Regions from separate parts of the Oryctolagus cuniculus genome. Here region 1 is linked to region 2. The links are chromatin contacts, called in public Micro-C maps. All regions are on one chromosome and are shown on one strand. Each heading gives the region's core, a stretch centred on a gene start, on an enhancer-like site or on the middle of the called end of the contact. The rest is flanking DNA. Distances are from core to core; before and after follow the strand shown. Region 1 has its middle 6.8 kb from the start of ADGRG7. Region 2 has its middle 20 kb from the start of LNP1.

Evidence for each region. Hi-C and Micro-C count contacts between places; a contact is called where the count stands out from the background.
Region 1: a Micro-C map of ear pinna shows a contact between it and region 2, with 18 times the contacts expected there. The contact joins two enhancer-like sites. A contact is called at or near these places in 4 of 6 Hi-C or Micro-C datasets (ear pinna, psoas muscle, skin fibroblasts and 1 more).

The regions. Positions count from the first base shown.
Region 1 is chr4:55,152,524-55,156,681 of mOryCun1.1, forward strand. No RefSeq gene overlaps it. Among named protein-coding and RNA genes, the nearest start is that of ADGRG7, 6.8 kb to the right of the region's middle. Within about 2 kb of position 1,873, at least 2 of the 8 cell types and tissues checked have an H3K27ac peak or open chromatin away from gene starts, as enhancers often do. A contact at or near this core is called in ear pinna, where this site is marked.
Region 2 is chr4:55,013,707-55,017,771 of mOryCun1.1, forward strand. No RefSeq gene overlaps it. Among named protein-coding and RNA genes, the nearest start is that of LNP1, 20 kb to the left of the region's middle. Within about 2 kb of position 2,390, at least 2 of the 8 cell types and tissues checked have an H3K27ac peak or open chromatin away from gene starts, as enhancers often do. A contact at or near this core is called in ear pinna, where this site is marked.

The DNA.
Region 1 (4,158 bases), core at 623-3,122, 140 kb after region 2:
TCACAAAGGGTCGTCATCTAGGTCACAAAAATGCTTAGACAAAGAGTTTGAGTTATTTTTGTGAAGATCTTACATTTTAATTTACTAGTACTGTAGTCCATTGTTATGCATCAAGTTGTGTCCCTGTCCCCAAATTCATATGTTGAAGTCCTAACTCCAGCACCTCAGAATGTGACATTATTTAGAAATTGTGCCATTTCAACATAATTCATGAAGATGAGACCATACTAGGGTAGGGTAGTCCCCAATCCAATATGACAAGTGTTCCTATATAAAGGGGAAAATTGTACACAGAGAGAGAGAGAGAGAGAGAAAGAGAGAGAGAGAGAGAGAGAGAGAGAGAGAGATACCAGGTAGATATCAAGGCAGAGGTTGGGGTGATGCATCTAAAAGTCAAGGACCACCAAAGACTGGAAGCAAACCACCAGAGAGTAAAGGAGAAACAGGGAGAACATCTTTCCACAGCATATTCAAGGACTGTTCATGGCCCTGCCAATATCTTGGTCTTGACTTTCTAGCTGCTAGAATTGTGAGACAATGCATTTGTCATGTTTGAGCCTTTCAGTTTATGGTAGTTTGTGATAGCAGTCTTTGCAAATGAATACAGCCCCATTTCATTAGCATTAAGTTTTTTAAAAGATTTTGTTTATTTATTTGAGAGGCAGAGTTGCAGACAGAGAGAGGGAGAGAAAGAGAGAGGTCTTTCATCTACTGGTTCACTCTCCAAATGTCCCCAATAGCCAGAGCTGGGTCGATCCTAAGTCAGGAGCTAGGAGCCAGGAGCCAGGAGCCAGGAGCTTCTTCCAGGTATCCCATGAGGTGCAGGGACCCAAGCACTTGGGCCATCTTTTACTGCTTTCCCAGGCCATGTCAGTGAGCTGGATCGGAAGTGGAGCAGCTGGGTCTCGAACTGGCGCCCATATGGGATGCTGACACCACGGGTGGAGGCTTAGCCTACTATGCCACAGTGCTGACCCCAGTATTAGTGTCTTTTTTAAAATTTATTTTGTTTATTTGAAAGACAGAGTTACAGAGAGAGAGAGAGAGAGAGAGAGAGAGAGAAGGTCTTCCCTCCTCTGATTCACTCCCCAGATGGCCACAATGGTCAGAGTTGTGCCAATCCGAAGCCAGGAGCTAGGAGCTTCGTCCGGATCTCCCACATGGGTGCAGGAGCCCAAGGACTTGTGCCTTCTTCTACTGCTATCCCAGGCCACAGCAGAGAGCTGGATCGGAAGAGGAGCAGCCAGGACCAGAACCAGCACCCATATGGGATGCTGGTGCTTCAGGCCAGGGCTTTAACCCCCTGCACCATAGCGCTGCCCCCCTGCCCCGCATTAGTTTTTTAAAAGGATTTATTTATTTATTTGAAAGGCAAAGTGACAGGATGAGAGAGAGAGAGAGAGAGAGTGAGAGCACTTTGATCCACTCCCCAGATACCAGCAACAAGCCAGGGCTAGGCCAGGCAAAAGCCAGTAGCCAGGAATTCCCTCCAGATCTCCCACAGGGGAGGCAGGAACTCAAGTACTTGGGCCTTCCAGGTGCAATAGCAGGAAGCTGGATCCATACACTCTGATATGGGATGTGGGTGTCCCAAGCAGCTTAATCTGCTGCACCACAATGCCTGCCCCTAGCATTAGCTTTAAGCTTAATGTTTTTGATTTCAAAATAGGGCATGTGCTAGAGCTGGAGCATGGTATGCTGAAGATAACACATACAGCAAATGCCAGCAATGAAGATAAAGCTCGCCCAAGTTTATTGCCAATCATAAAGTACATTATCCTTGTTGTGAAACTGACTTGGTTATATACTTGTACTGTTTTATGGCTCAACCAGTTTGGCCGGTTTTCTGAATCAGTCTTTGTCATTTCAACATTTCTCAAGTAGGTAGTTTTTATGCTTGTGAATCATTTGTCAGCTAGTGGCTGCTGTACTTGTTATCCTTCATGTCCTCTAATGTTTTATACACTGGCTCTCTACCTAGTGTCCTTGGGTATGTTGAGCCATTAATCATCATTCCAGGCATTATGGGCCTTCCTGTCTTGGAAAATGCAGGGTGCTTATTGCAAAAAGGTCCCTGTATTAGTCATCCAGAGAACTAGAACCAATAGGATACGTGTGTTTATACACACACACACACACACACACGCACACACATGCATGCACAAACATATGCACATATACATATAAATGTACATGTAAATAAGAAGAGAGGGATTTTAAGGAATTAGCTTATGCAATTGTAGAGGCTGGCAAGTTCAAAATATGTGGGGTAGACTAGCAGGCTGGGGAGAGTTGGTACTGCAGTTAAAGTACAGAGGCAGTCTGCTGGTAAAATCCCCTTGTTCCTCTGTTTCTACCAAGGCCTGTAACTAACTGACTGGTTGAGGCCCATCCGCTTTATGCAGGGTAATCTGTTTTACTCCAAGTCTATCCATTTAAATGGTAAATGTTCATTCTCATTTTAAAATGCCATCACAGAAACATTGATGGGCTGGCACTCTGGTGTAGCTAGTTAAGCCACTGCCTGAGATGCCGGCATCCCATATGGGTGTGTGTTTGAGACCTGGGTGCTTCACTTGTGATCCAGCTCCCTGCTAATGTGCCTGGGAAAGCAGTGGAAGATGGGCAAAGTGCTTGGGCCCCTGTATCCATGTGAGAGACCTGGAAGAATCTCCTGGCTCCTGGCTTCAGACCAGCCCAGCTCCAGCCATTGCAACCATTTGGGGGAGTGAACCAGCAGATGAAACATCTCTCTTTGTCTTTTCCTCTCTCTGTCTCTGTAACTCTGCCTTTTAAATAAATAAATAAATAAATAAATAAATAAATCTAAAAAAAGAAACATCTAGAATAATGTTTGGGCAAATATCTGGGTTACCATAGCCTAGACAAATTGGTAAATAAAAGGAACTATTTTAGCTCCTGATGAATCCCGCTTTCCTGAATTCATAAATTTGGAGCCCCCTCTACCCTTGAATCTGGACTGGATTTGAGACTTTCTTTAACCACTATAATGTGGTAGAAGCAACATGGAACAATTTCTGGTCCTAGACCTCAAAAGGTCTTGTTCTCTACTGTTGCTATCTTGAAACTCAGCTTCCATGCAAAGAAACAAAGCTGTTCTGTTGGGGTGGATTCTTAAGAAAGGAGACTCCAGAGGAGGAAAGATTGTAAGTTTGAGAGAGGTCCAGCCAACCTTGTCGCAGCTGAGACCCTAGACAGTAAGGAGGGCCATCTTGGACTCCCAAGCTTGGGTTCAGTTTCAGATGCCTCAGCCAAACAAACTTGTGGAGCAAAGCCATCCCTGCTGGGTCCTCTCCAAGAGTCAGTGGCTGGTGCCTTTAAGTCCCAAAGTTTTGGGGTGATCTGTTGTACAGCAATAGTAGGTAACTGATACTTACACGTTCATGAAAACAACAAAGCAAATGGAAAGATTTAGGATCCAGAATATAATCTCCTCACATTGTAAATGTTAGTGCTATTTTATGCAGAACATTGAAAACATCAGCTCATCTTGCCTCAGCTTATGACTTCCTATTACCACTTTCAGAAGAGCTGGGGTTGATGCAGGAATACCTCTCTGCTGATGGTCTTGCTCAGCTGCCATGAACTCCAGGGTTGCCTTTCACTTAATGAGGACTCCAGAAGGAAAATAAGAAGATCAAACTATTTCCTGTATTACGTCTCTCAGACCATGGTTGACCATTATCTCCGCCCCAGCTCAGACTTTGGAGATGTAGAAGGGAAGGAATCAAAGAGGACAAAGCAGGGAAATAAACAAAAAAAAGGAATAAGTCAAAAGAGACAGTGGGAGGGTTGGGGCAAGATGCAGATGTAAATTTAAAACCAAAAAAAAAAAAAAATTCCTTTTCTTTCATGTTCTGAAGCGCACGTGAATCCCTGTCTGGTGTTTTCTATGAAACATTCTGTAGTTTCACAGACAACAGCCTGCTACTGGCATTAAAGGAGTTACTTTCCACACAAAAGTGCTGGTTTCCCCTGCAGAAGGCAGTTAGCCCTTGAGGCCCTATCTGGAACACCTGGCTCTGGGAAGAGCTGGAAGCTCTTGGAGAACAAAGGCCTACAGAGCCAAGTGGGAGGGGTCAAAGGAAGCCAGTCAGTCACCTGGTGACTTCCTTCTCGTCTGGAGAAGCTTTTTTG
Region 2 (4,065 bases), core at 1,140-3,639:
CCATCACAGGGCTATTCCTTCACTTTCTGGTTGAGAAAACAGAAGTTTAGAAGAGTTCTGTAGCTGGCCAATACGGTGGCTGATTTAGGACCTGAACTCAGCTCATGTTCCTGAAGCGAGTTAGGACCTTCATTTCCCTTTAGAAGCTGGTCCCAAGTTAGTATGTGTGTGATGTGCATGGCAAGGAGCATTTGCAATACAGGCAGGAGTGCAGTACTTGATATCCTCAATTGTATTCCCAAAATGGAAATCAAAGAAGAAAGAAATGTATCCAGGGAATGGATTGTAGTCATTACCTGCTTGCCTGTAACTGTTTCAGCCTCTGCTTGCTAGCACAGAGTCTTGCCAGAGAGCATACAGCTCAGTAAGTATGTGGAAGAAATACTAATGTATTTAAGGAAAACCAGTTAAATATCATCAGTAACTATGTATGCATGCTCAGTATTGCATTGCTTCCTTGAACTGCCACATACCATTAGAATATCCAATGAAATGTATGTGTATAACCACATTTTGGGGAATAAGAAACTAAAAAGACATATAAGGAAATGCTTCTCTTTCTTTGGGGCTTAGTCTTTTTGGATATGAATCCAACTGAACCTTATACCATCATCATCACCATCATCATCATCAAGACTGCTTCCTGTTGAAGGCCTTGGTGTCTTGTCTCTGTTCATGAATCCCACTACAACATGGAGGAGTGTAGAAGATGCTGCATAAGTATCTCTCAGACAGCAAACTCTTCTGAAATTAGAGGCATGGCCACAGTTTTTGCTCCCAGGGGGATGGGCGCACCCACCCCCAAGGAATGTGGCCTCGGGAGCAGCAGGGGCCTAATGGATGTTAATTGGTACCTGGGGGCATTTTTGGGAATTTGTAAATTTGTAGGAGCATTTAAATGGGTTTGTCTCTGAAGATTTACAACACAGCTCTAATCCCTATCTTAGACCACCAGACCAAATTCCTTTTCCCAGATCCTTAAGTTGATATATAACCTTGCCTACGGTGGCTTGTAGAATTGTTGGTACCCTCTAAATAAAAGTGGGAGCGCATGACTATCCATTGGCACACTCTGAGAATGGACGCTCCCGTGTCCTGTGTCCTCATTTGAAAAGCCCCACAACGGAGGTAAGTTTATTTTCTCCTAAAAAAGTTTTGAAATTCATGCACATTTTTTTTCATAATAGAATTCTCCATGAACTTTTCAAAGTTAAATTTTTATTATTTATTTATCTGAGAGGAAGAGAGAGAGAACACATTCCCTTCCATTGGTTCATTCCCAGGGCTGGAGTTGGGTGAGGGCCAAAGCCTGGAAATTTGGAATACAACCCAGGTCTTCCACGTAGATGGCAGGAACCTAATTATTGGAGCCATCACCACTGTACCCTTATTGTCTACACTGATGGGAAACTGGAGTCAGGAGCCAGAGCTAGGAATAAAACCGAGGCACTTCAATGTGGGACTTGGGCATCTTAACCATAAGACTAGAGGTTTGCTCCTCCATGAACTTTTTCTTTTTAAAGATTTTATTTATTTATTTATTTGAAAGGCAGAGTCACAGAGAAGCAGAGGCAGAGAGAGAGTCTTCCATCCGCTGGTTCACTCCCCAAATGGCTGCAATGGCTGGAACTGGGCCGATCCGAAGACAGGAGCCGGGAGCTTCCTCCAGGTCTCCCCACGCTGGTGCAAGGGCCCAAGGACTTGGGCCATTTTCCACTGCTTTCCCAGGCCATAGCAGAGAGCTGGATCAGAAGTGAAGCAGCCAGGACTTGAACCGGTGCCCACATGGGATGCCGACACTGCAGGCGGTGGCGGCAGTTTACCCACTGGGCCACAGCACTGGCCCCCTTCCATGAACTTTTAGAAATACCCTTATATTTATTAGTCTCTCAGAATGAAAAATTGTGTTCAAAGTTACTATTTTCACTCCCTAAAATACAAACATTTTTGCTCATAAAGGTAACTGCTGATACACCTTCAATAATGTAGAAGCATATGAAACAGAAAATAAGAGTCAACTAGTAAAGCCAAGTGATGGAGTTGAGAACATCGTGCCTTTCAGCAACACTCTCAAGGCATTCTGGCTATTCTCCTCTAGAGGGCAAACTTGAACCAACATTTGGACAGGTAATGCCGGACGCAGAAGGCCAATGATTAAAATCACTATCAGTACTTTCAAACAGACAGGAGAGAACTGCAGCATTTCCTATCGAAACCCTCAGAGATTGGATTAAACCATTTAAATGCTTGATTATTTTTATGATTTATCAATATCCTTAAAGGTACAGATGAAGGAAGGTGACAAGCTGGTTATCTCCATGGGGCACAGCAAGGATGTAAAATACCATGAAGATGATTCACACTTGACACAATGGGAAACTCAAGGCTGCGAAGTGAGGGAGGGGTTATAAATTCTATTTTTCTGTCTTTGGAGTTTTAACCTTCTATGCCAACCTTGGATTATGTAATGCTGTTTTGGCTGAATTCTTACTGTAGCTTTGGTGCCTGTCACCAGGTTAATTGACTGAGCACAGCTCCTCCCTACCTGCAAGTACAGAAATGTGAGGGAAAAAAATCAATAGTGAATTATGAAACCCTGTATTTTGTCCAGCTTCGGCAAGTGTGTGCCCTGTAGCTGTTAAGTGGCTTAGATCCCAGGATCCAGTCATACCTTGCTACAATAGAACGTGCCTTGATTCATTTTCTCTGAGTCTCTCCCTTGCTTAATAATTGCCAAGATTCATTTTTTTTTTGCCTGCCTGCAGTGCGCTGGGAATACAACAAGAAAAACAGATCAAAGCTGCTGGCTTTAAGGAGCTGGCATTCCCATGATGTAGATAGATAGCAAACAACAATCAAAGAAATGCGTAGCATAAAATCAGGAGCACAGAGATGATGATCTTTTAGATAGGATTCCAAAAACACCCATCTGATGCGATGATGTTGGAGCCGAGGTATGAATGAAATGAGGGAAAAAGGTCCCAGGCAGGGGTACAGCCGTGCGAAAGCACTGAGGTGAGAGCTGGCTGGCTTTGTTTACCAATAGTAAGGTATTGCTGGAAAGGAGTGAACAAAAGCATGCAGTGGGAACTGAGTTTGGAAAATGCCAAAGCCAGATAATCTAAGGCCTGGCTGGTTGTTAGCTTAAGTGCTATGGAAAGTTACAGGAAGGTTTTGAGTGTTTAAGTCATATGACCTGATTAATTTCATGGAAGGATACATTACAGGTGGCAACATTGCTATACCACTTCAGCTACTTTATCAAGTTGCCTTCATTAGTCACTGTCAGTTCTGTGGCTGGAAGCTAAAGACACTTTTTTTTTTTCATTTGAAAGAGTTACACAAAGAGAGGAGACACACACACACACACAGTGAGAGAGAGGTCTTCCATCTGCTGGTTCACTCCCCAGATGGCCACAAAGGCTGGAGCTGCGCCGATCCAAAGCCAGGAGCCAGGAGCTTCCTCCGGGTCTCCCATGCGGGTACAGTGGCCTAAGGACTTGGGCCATCTTCTACTGCTTTCACAGGCCATAGCAAAGAGCTGGATGGGAAATGGAGCAGCCAGCTCTCGAACCGGCACCTGTATAGGATGCCGGTGCTTCAGGCCACGGTGTTAATCCACTGCACCACCATGCCAGTCCCAAAGACATTTTTGAAGTGGGAAAAACATGAAGGTAATCTCCATTTTAAGCCAAGATTATTTTCTTGGCAAACAGGATAGAGCAGGAACAGCCTTGTTGAAAGAATGGATGAATGAATCAACAACTGGTAATTGGAAAATCAGACTCGTTGACTGTATGTGAAGCCAATATGTTCTGAGCAGTGAAGCTTTTCCTGAGTGTTATAAGCTCATCAAAACTCAATTTCCTCTCTACTTCACTAATCCATGAGTATTTCCTAGGGGTTACATGGCTGCAGTATAATAGGCGCTGTTGGGATCACCAAGATGGGTGAGACACAGTTCTTAACCCTAAAGGAACTTCAATTTTACTCGGTAAAATAGACATGCTTAGATTGATATTTGACTGACACAACAAGATATAATAAGTGCTGAGTATCAAAATA